Regions from separate parts of the Triticum aestivum genome. Here region 2 is linked to region 1. A link is a contact called in public Hi-C data. All regions are on one chromosome and are shown on one strand. Each heading gives the region's core, a stretch centred on a gene start, on an enhancer-like site or on the middle of the called end of the contact. The rest is flanking DNA. Distances are from core to core; before and after follow the strand shown. Region 1 holds the start of LOC100192177 (meiotic recombination protein DMC1 homolog B). Region 2 holds the start of LOC123120317 (long chain acyl-CoA synthetase 6, peroxisomal).

What was found. A called contact is a pair of places that touch in the nucleus more often than the background predicts.
Region 2: a Hi-C map of leaf shows a contact between it and region 1, with 5 times the contacts expected there. The contact joins the promoter of LOC123120317 here to the promoter of LOC100192177 in region 1. A contact is called at or near these places in 4 of 5 Hi-C or Micro-C datasets (leaf and an unstated tissue).

What each region holds. Positions count from the first base shown.
Region 1 is chr5D:227,902,504-227,907,617 of IWGSC CS RefSeq v2.1, forward strand. It overlaps LOC100192177 (meiotic recombination protein DMC1 homolog B), which reads right to left and starts at 2,735. Exons shown (of 15, transcript XM_044540288.1): 1 at 2,598-2,735; 2 at 2,400-2,512; 3 at 1,449-1,540; 4 at 1,204-1,275; 5 at 1,018-1,056; 6 at 777-828; 7 at 649-694; 8 at 149-194; 9 at 1-59. The coding sequence starts at 2,499.
Region 2 is chr5D:228,193,623-228,198,736 of IWGSC CS RefSeq v2.1, forward strand. LOC123120317 (long chain acyl-CoA synthetase 6, peroxisomal) reads left to right here and starts at 2,478. Exons shown (of 23, transcript XM_044540291.1): 1 at 2,478-2,805; 2 at 3,678-3,738; 3 at 3,810-3,887; 4 at 4,363-4,434; 5 at 4,534-4,615; 6 at 4,763-4,868; 7 at 4,949-5,025. The coding sequence starts at 2,667.

The DNA.
Region 1 (5,114 bases), core at 1,485-3,984:
GTTCCCTCAGTGTCAATGTAGGCAACCTTCCCGTTCCCACCATGCATGTGGAGTGGAAGCTGTTATACATTTGATTAAACATGGAGAGTTATTCATGGATTCTGTTCTAGTGAGGTTTCATCGATAAAATACAAGGCAGGAAATGGACCTGAGTGGAGACACAAAGAGTATGAGCCAACTGGGTCTTCCCTGACCTGCAAGACAAAGTAAATAATATGGATTTTAACGCTAGAAAGTTGGAATTGAGAAATGGTTGAGTAACAAATGTGCTTTGGAAATCAACATTACAACTGTGCTCAATAATAAGAGCAGGTGCGTGTTGCATCAGGGAAATAGTGATAGTAATATTGATGTAGATTTGTTTGAGTTTTGGCATGCAACATGTATCCAGTATTCAATGTTAGCATCACAGCAACCATGCTTTCGAATTCTTATATGCACTACCATCAATACCTCTGGAAGACTAGACAGTAGAAAAGGAGGTGAAAGAAGCTTATGAGAGTTTTAGCACCATGTACTAAAAAATTACTAGGACTAGCTACTGCCAAATATGGCACAAATCATACATAACAGAGCTACAACTAATAGGCGGTCCCTGCAAAAAAAGAAGAAACCAAGAAGAAAATGGTAACGGGAACATTTACTCACCGGAACTCTCCAAATGCCTCTGTGATACAGAGTGTTTCAATCCCTCCTTCAAATTACGCAAATATTTGAATAGGTTAGAGCATAACATCAGGAATAATCAGAACAGAATCAAGGATGACATATGTTACCTCCAAGCAGCTCATCAAGCGTTTGGCTCCCAGTGGTAATCCGGACAACAGACTTTCGCTTCAATATACGGAAAAGTAAATCAAACAACCGGGCAGTACACAGGTGGAGTAATGAAAGCACTCAAGCAGATTCCAAAAACAAACTATTATTTACAGTAAGTTTAGCATAGTAGCACTATGGCCAAAACAGTACTAAACTGTATGATCGTCCTTAATCAGTAGCTTAGCTCCTAAACCTCACCTTAATAAGGAGATCACTTCCTGTCATGAAACCCTGACTCTGAAAATCAAATAGTACACAAACTTCAGAAGATTCTATCGCATAGCACAGATGGCACAGAGGTTGTAAACCAGAATCAATGCAAAGAGAATAATATGGCACAGAAGTTCTAAACCAGAATCAATGCAAAGATGATAACAATCATACCAGAAGTTTTTCAGCAGCCTCACAGATCTTATCAACCTTCGCTTCAGACAAGCCCTTAATCCCTGTAAGGCTCTGCAAGATGAATCCGTACATTGATACTGAAACAACATCAATCATGTGTTGAAACTTGAATACATAAAGCTACTAATAACAGTCATGTGTCGTGCACCAGAAATCAACTTCAGCATGCAACCACAAATTTTAGGGAGAATGCGTGCAGATTTAGGCTCTGAAGGGATTTTGACCTTCTTGGTGTGCATCATCAGCCCATTGCAAGTGTAGATCCCCGCATCCTGCAGCTTCTTCACGTCTCCTGAGTTTATTCCCTGCGAGATCACTGTTTGGACGAGTGATTAGTTACAGCGTTACAAGGAATGTTACGGCTTAGGATTCAAATTCATGGCAATGAACAAAGTGCACGACGAACCAATTGGATCACGCAAACAAAACACAAGCGCGGATCACATCTAGGCAAATGTTTAAAGTAAACTTGCTAAACTCGCGGAAGCTACCCGTAATTATGGAACATAACAGGTGAACATTCAGAAAAAAAAAGTGGAACAGATAAGGAAGACAGGCTTAAAACCCTACGCCTCGAAGTGCAGGAAAACGCGTCCGTAATTGGTCCAAGTTTCCACAGAAAACCCACGCGATTGAACTGTATCTAGTTTCGAATTCGAAAGGATTCTACAGCCAGTGATCGCTACGGCAGATTAAACGCATGGCAGCTCAAAATTGGGGCTAAATTCAGACTAATTCGTGGAGAAAAAACGGCACCACACAGCGATTAGCACAAACTAGCCGGTAAAGAGAAATCAAGTGGGGGGCATCAACAAAGCTGCACGAAATTAGGCTACCAAAGGGCGCTAGTTAATCCCCAGATTGCACGACATAGGGGAGAAAATCAAAACCAACGCAACAGGAGCACACGACCACGCGCTGCACGCACCAAAAACCAACCAAATGTGGAGGCTAAGCGAAATCCGCACCAAATCCATCTCCAAACAGCACGAAATTGCGACCGAAACGCGCGAACTTAGAGGCGGAAGCACCCGGGACGCAACGGTGAGCAGGCCTAACCCCCACGCGCCGACACGCGCGCGACGCAGGCACACGAACAAGCAAGTAAATGCAGCACCGGAGACGGGGCGGCGGGAGGGTTTGGAGAGGAGAGGGGTTGGAGGCGGCGAACGTACACTTGTCGATGGACTCGAAGCACTCCTCCTCCTCCTCCACCCGGTCGGCCTCCATGAGCTGGAGCTGCCCGCCCTCGTCGTACTGCTTGGACGGCGCCATCCCGCGTGTCCGCCTGCGTCAGAGGAGAAGGTGTCAGGAGCGAGCACTGGGACACGCGAGCGAAGACGGCGAGTGGAAGCGGTGGAGGAGGACGAGACCTGTAAGAGGCGGAGGTTCGCGTGCTGCTGGAGGAGAAGTGGGGCGGAGGCTGGGGGAGAGGGGAGGTTTGGGAAGCGCAGGTGCGGGTGGAATGTGGATCACTGCGGCTGCGACGAGGTGGGGGTTATTTGAAGGCCTCGCACGAGGAACTTGTGAGCCGTAACACCAAGCCCACGCTCGTTGCTGCTGCCAGCTAAGCCTTTTACGGCCCATTCAAAATTCAAAATTTTGAACAGGACGCCGACGTGCCAATCAAGCAATCTAGTAAGAACCGCTTTGATTCTTAACCCGGTTGATATACCAACTCTTTTGTAAAAGGTGTTCCCTCTTGTTAGGGTGATGGCCTTGCAATAAAAAGTATTTTGATGTTAAAATAAAAGTGTACCCTCTCGTTAGGTAACTAGCAAACATGCATGTGTGTTGCAATTGGAGAAAAACACACGCTCCTAAAACCCAATATGCATGGTGATGGGAATGTACATGAAGGAGAATTGTGAGTTCGGCCAACCAATCTTTGCAAACGGCTAACAAACTTATGCATTGTATAATTTGCGGGTTAGGTTAAAGACAATCACCTACAAAGAAAAGGGGTTAAAGACAATCATCTCTAACAGAAATGAAAAAAATAAACTCAACATAGGAATAAAAAGACATACAAAAGATAACAAAATTGAAATTACCGAAGCATAATTTCTTCTGCCAATGCAAGGTATTATTTCTCGCCTTCATTTCATTATCAGAAGAATGAATATTTCAGATTTAATACATCTTTCAATAGGAATAGTGTGTACTATAATCAAGCATGTGCTAGGTTGTCACTGACAAAGCATACTGCGGTACTATAATCCAGTATAGACATGGTTGACTGCCATCCTTAGGTTTATAGTGTGCGTATATCTCAACAAACAAACCAAATATAAGTGCAAAAGATATAGATTATCAACCATAACAGAAGGTTAGTATACAATGCAGATTAAGCATTATACACATAATAAAAATGTCGTATATGCAACATTTCTATTGAGTTACTAACATCATACAATAAAAATGTTGTATACATCGGCTGTCCATGCATGTATGCTTCTGTTGTGTGTGTGCTAACCACGAAATCTCGTCGTATAGATTTACTCTTTCCTCTTCTGTTGTGATATATGCAAGGCTCTCCATCACAATTGAACCTTTGCATGCTGTTGCGCTTCAATTCATGGTTAGCTGCAATTTGCTCAATTCTAGCTTCCTTTTGTTCTGGCTGCATATTTGCATATTTTCTGCCTTTCTTGTGCGCATTTTTTTCCCTTTTGTGTTGGCTCCATGTTTGCATTTTTCTTCCTTCCTTGTGTGCTTTTTGTGCAACTGGGTGGAATCTTTAATTGTTTTATTTCGTTGATAGGTTTCACGACGTCTTTTTAGTTTTTCCTATTTTTCTTCATTGGTTATCCGTGCATGCCACTCTCAATCCTTTTCCTTTCTGTTATTTGGTATCAGTGACTGTAGATTGCGATCCAAATTTCTTGCTTGCATGAGAGTTTTTTATATGTATGCATCCATTGTTAATAAAAGAAACTAAATAGTTTTTATAGAGTGTCCGGTTTTTCCTAAAGCAAATGTGTTAATTGTATGGAATAGCGCATGTTCCTGTTTATTTGTTTTGTTTATGTGCTTAATTAGACAACTTGTTGCTTTCCGGATGTACATCGTAGAATGGAATCATTGTTTGTTTCTTCTCTTTGCTTTCTGGTTGTATGTCGTATTGTCGTGGTCGTATGAAACGACGCATTTTTTTGGGTATATGAGCAAGCGTATGCAGACAACAGGCAAACCTCATCATGCAATGTAAATTCACACTTCCGTTTCTCTTTGCTTCACGTCTAAAATCTGAAATATGTACGATTGTAGCAGTCACTTTTTATTTTCTTGGGTAGCGCATGCAGCAACGGCAAAACCTGCATCATGACGCAACCGTGAATCACGTCCGTCAGTTTGCTTCCTTATTTCTGAAATCACATGCCTGTCATTTCGTTCCTTAAAATCCTCTCTCTCTCTCTTTCCTTCCTTAGCCTCTGACGCAACTTGAATCACATTCGTTTCTCTTTGCGTCCTTATTTCTGAAATCACAAGCCTCTCTTTCCTTCCTTAGCTCCTCTCTCTTTCCTTATTCCCAAGACAACTTCTTAACTCCCAGGAAAGTCAATGGCGTATATAAACTGGGTGAATTAGATGTAAAGGGGCGATGTGGGATCATTTAAAACGTGAATTGACCTTCCATTTAACACACAACATAACCTGGCTCGGTGTTGGAAATATTCCCTAGAGGCAATAATATTTGTATTATTATATTTCCATATTCATAATTATAGAGTTTATATTCCATTCTATAACTACTATGATCCTGGAATATGTGATTCAGTGGAAAACTCATATCCACCTGTGGAGTGGTAACCGGTTAAATAAAAGGTTTCTAGTCTTGTCTCCAAGACTAGCTCAAGTGTTGTTGGTGATCACGTTCTTCGGATCTT
Region 2 (5,114 bases), core at 1,228-3,727, 290 kb after region 1:
CTTCAGTCCGAGTCCTGAGATGCGCACAACGACGAGGTCACCGGGGATGATCCGATGGCGGCGGCAGAAGTAGTTCCAGCCCCGGCCAAGCACCATGTGCCCCTCGAAGTTCTGGACCTGCACCCAGAACACGCACCGCTTGTTCGCCGACAGCCTGACCACGCGCGGGAGTCGCTTGATGACCAGCCAGGTGTTCAGCACCTCCACGAACTTGCGAGGGACGACGAGCATGACGAGGTCCTCGTTGTCCTTGATCTGCTGGTAGAAGCGCATCGGCTCCCTGGCCCCCTCCTCATGGCCCTGCCTCGGAGATCGTCCCCTTGAACGAGGCAGGCTCATGAAGGCGATCCTGCCAGGCAGGTCCACCGTCCTGAGCCACCTGTTCGTGGGGATGAAATCCTCGACGCGCTCAGCTCCGGCCACCACCTGAGCTCCTCCTCCCGCCACATCCCAGTCAGTCTTCAATATCTTGTCAGGTAAGATGACAAGTATTAGTGCACAAACTCTTTGCAAAATGGCACTGATCAGAGACATTTGCCCAAGAGCAAATGGCACTGATCAGTGCACAAACTCTTTGAGCAAATGCCACTTATCAATGGCACTTGATGTTAGGCAAATGACACTGATCAGTGGACTTGCCCAACAGCAAGTGCCATTGATAAGTGGCATTTTGCCCAACAGCAAGTGTCATTGATAAGTGGCATTTGCCCATAGGCACTTGCCTATGGGCAAATGCCACTTATGAATGACACTTGTGTTGTTGGGCAAATGCCACTGATCAGTGGCATTGATCAGTTGACTTGCTGTTGGGCAAGTCCACTGATCAGTGGCATTTGCTTTGCTGCAACTGGCACTCATCATTGCACTATCCAAACCATGGAAACATCTAAAAATAGCAACAACAAGTGCCAATAGCACCCATGTGTAGCCATGCAGATTTGGCACCATCCTAAAATGGTCCTACTACATGCACGTATAACATTCAACACAAACCCTAGCTTGAACATGTATGTTAGCAACATGAAACATGAACATGATCCTAGCTTGAACATGAAATGCCATCAGTCAACATGATTCTAGCATTCATCAGTCAACATGAACATGCCGTCAGTATAACATTCATCAGTCAACATGAACATGATTCTAGCATGCACACAGCTACTAGCATGAACACAGATCATAGGACACACTAGCAGTAGCACAAGAAAATTATCCTACCACACACACTGTACAAAACAAGAACATATCAGTCCGATTGGATTCGATTGGGATCGCATCCAATCGGATCTGCTAGAATCCTATCGAATCCACTAACTACCAGCACATGCCTTAGAAATAAACCCCTAATCTACATCTACGAGCAAGCAGTGAGGGGGTTTGACTTACTGGAGCACACGCAGCCGCGGTGAACCGAGGCCGGGGTGAAAACCCCGACAGGAAGGAGAGAGGTGGCGGAGCAGAGGAGGAACCGGCCCTGGCGACGGCCTGCGGCATCGGTCCCGTGCTCAAAGCCACGCCGGAGGTCGAGGAGGACGGCCCGCCGACAGGAGAAAACCCTTGGACGGGGGTCAAGAAAACCCCCGTGGCCAATGGGGTCCCAAGAAGGGACGGCTCCGTGGACGGCGCCGGCGCCGAGCCCAGGACCACAAAGGTCCGGAATCGGCGGCGGAGCAGGAGCGGCCGACACCGCATTGGCCGGCGCTCGTGGTGGCCGGGCAGCAGATGGGGGATGGCGCTCGCAGCGCCGACGCCAAGTCACAGCCTGAGTTCTGGAGGCCAGCCAGCCAGCGCTCCTGGATGCTAGCGATGCGCTGGTCGACGGGGGTCGGCGCGGCGGTGGGCGAGGCGGAGCCATCGGAAAGGAGAGGGAGCGGCGGTGAGGGAGCGGTGGGAACAATGCGCCTGAGCGGTGACAGGAGAGTGGGGGGCGAGTTATGAGACGTCCCCTCCGTCTCCCGCGCTGCCCGAGACGTGCAACTGCCCCGCACGCGTGGCCGCGCCCAGCCAGACTCGCGAGAAACTGCCGATTCGGCAGTTTCCGCCGGGCCAGGCTGCGGGCTGCTTTAAGGTCCGTGCGGGCCTCAAACCGCATGCAACCCAGGCAACTAAACACGCGCACATCCCACGCGGGCCTGGTTAGGCTGCATGCGGGCAACCAAACACGTCCGTGACGGCGCAGAGCGTGTGGACGCCGATCATAAAACTGACGTTAGCTTTTTTAACATTTGTCATTTTTGGGTAAATAAAAAAACCCAATCCCCGCACACACTTGGGCGCCGTGCCGTGCCGCCGCATGTCGACGCGCGCACGCAACCGAACAACCACATCCGTGCTCCCCGAACCGCTCCAAAAGACCAAAATGCATCGGAGATATCTATGCTTCCGTCTCTCCTCCTCCACTCGATCATCCAACCCCGCTGCAACCTTTTTTTTTTTTTTTTGAGGGGTAACCCCGCTGCAACCTTTGGAGCATCCGCTCGAACAAGGCGCGAGCCGAGTTCCCCACGTCTGCCTCGGTCTGTTCGCTCTCACGTCACGCGATAAGCCCGTGTTTTTCCGTCCCTCGCGTCTGCTCCCCCCACCTTCCCATCATCACGCGGCGCTAACGAGTAGCGACGCGGACAGGGGTTGCGTGACACTACCGGCACTGCAGAAGCACGGGAGCCATGGCGCGGGAGGAGGAAGGACCCGCAATGATGGACGCCGCGGAGCGACGCCTCCGCGTGGTCTCCGCGCACCTCGAGCCGCAGGCCGGCGCCACCGCTGGCCTCGCCTCTAACCCCACCGCCGGCGAGTACGCCCACGGTACGTCTCTCTTCTCTTCCCTCGCCCCTCGACCCTTTGGCGTGCATGTCCTAGTTGGACCGGCCTTCAGCGGGACGCTCTAGGATTTGGATTTCGCGTTCGATTCATTCAACAGCACGCTTTAACGGGGATAGCGACTAACGCTGGCGGCGCGGTGGTGGTCAGAATCCTGTTGAGTGGCTCGCGAATCGGGGCGGGGCACGGCGCATCTGCTCCGTCGCTCGCTTGCTTTTCCCTTGTTAGTTTGTTATTATAAAATGGATTTCACTTTCCTGGAAAAGTAACATAGTACCAGAAGCGAGTGGTTGCTCCCGCACTGGACTGGGCAGGTTGTTTTGCTAACTGTCCATAGCTACCCTTTTTGGTTTGTCGGCACCAGGAAGGTGTGAATGGAACGGAATCCTCTATGCAATCTGAAAAGCTTGAATTGTTTGCTGCAATCTGATCGGGATGCCTCTTCCTGAAAGGCTGAGCGCAAGTCTGTAGCTTAATCCTGTCTAAAGCAAACTCAAAAAGTACCAAATAAATTGGAATATTCCTTGCTACTTTTTGGGCCTGTTCGTGATTATTGGAATAGTTTATAGTATTTTTTATGCATCTACTTAGAACTGTCATACATGTTTTTCCTTGTATGAACAGTGGTGTTATTGGTGTGTTCATTGGGGTTTGCAAGAAGCCCCACTCTGTCAGGGAGAGTAATGCATGTGTTTTTCCTTTGTTTGAGAAATGGCTTATTTTAAAACAATCTATTATTAACGATTCAATGTACCCTAAATTTCACCTAGCATTCACTAGCACCCATTTTTTTTTTTTGTGAATAGCATATTTAGAAGTAACTATAATTGTTAACTCTATGCGCATATCTTCTTCAGTGCAGGGCTACAGCGTTGTTCTTCCTGAAAAGTTGCAAACTGGAAAGTGGAACGTGTACCGGTAGGCTATTTATATGTTATAAGATGCATTTTCATATACTGTTGCTCACAATCACTGTTACAATCCTGCAGATCTGCAGAGTCACCTCTGCGTTTAATTAACAGATTTCCTGCTACTCCAGACATTGGAACACTGCATGATAATTTTGTGTAAGAATACTCCCAATATCTTGAACATCTGAACTTCTGTTTCTTAATATCCATCTAAACTTAATCATATACTTATGTTAGCAAACTCTCATTAATGATTAGTGCTGCAATAGCCTTTCAGATTATGTCCTCCTTATTTACTGAATATATGCTAGAAAGATGGAAATTTCTAGAGAACGTTTGAAAGGCAGAGTTCAGCAAAACGAGTGGATTTTTTTCCTAAGGAAGCTCTCACTAGTTATTGCTACTTACGCTATAGTCTGGCTGATCCTACAGAGTAATATGCAAGGGAACCTGTTTATTTATTGTTTTAGCGAAGCCTTGGGGGCTGCAAAAAATGCATATATGTCAAACATGAGATTAAACTTACCAAAGTGCAAATCCTAACTGAGTGGGAGCTCTTGCAAACCTTTTAAACCTCATTACTGTAATCATCTTTCCTGTACAACTTTATATGGTATCCCAAATTGTGCAGGTATGCAGTCGAGACTTTTACAGATTGTAGGTATCTGGGTACAAGAGTGTGCGCTGATGGAGCAGTCGGAGAGTAAGGATTGAGTAACCGAGTATTCCTTACTTTTTTCATTTTGTAGTCTTTTTCATGATTGCCTTGTTTGACTCTTATAAATGGCATATAACATTGCAGCTACAAATGGATGACGTATGGAGAAGCTAGTACGAGCAGAACTGCAATAGGTTCTGGTCTTATTTATCATGGAATATCTGAAGTGAGTCATCAAGATCTCAACAAGCACTTGCCCTTTTGTTATTGACTAGTAACAAGTAGATACCTTGCCATATATTGCTATCTTGATATAGCACCTCAAGTTTCTCAGATTATTTATTTGTACTTTAATTCTTTTTATCTGAACCAGGGTGCACGCATTGGTCTGTATTTTATAAACAGACCTGAGTGGATCATAATTGATCATGCTTGTGCTGCATATTCATATGTATCTGTACCACTTTATGATACTCTTGGTATGTTCCTATTACCAAATGACCTTTGCTCTATGTCTCAGTCATCCAGTAACATTTTCTATGTAATGTACTTTCTGTAGGTCCAGATGCAGTTCAGTTCATTGTGAACCATGCAACAGTAGAAACTATTTTCTGTGTGCCTCAAACACTAAGCACTGTGAGCTTTAATCCCTCATCGCTACCTTAAATGATGACTGTTTTCTGAACTCCATAAAAGTTGGGCCTCCCCTACAGTTTCCGTTAATA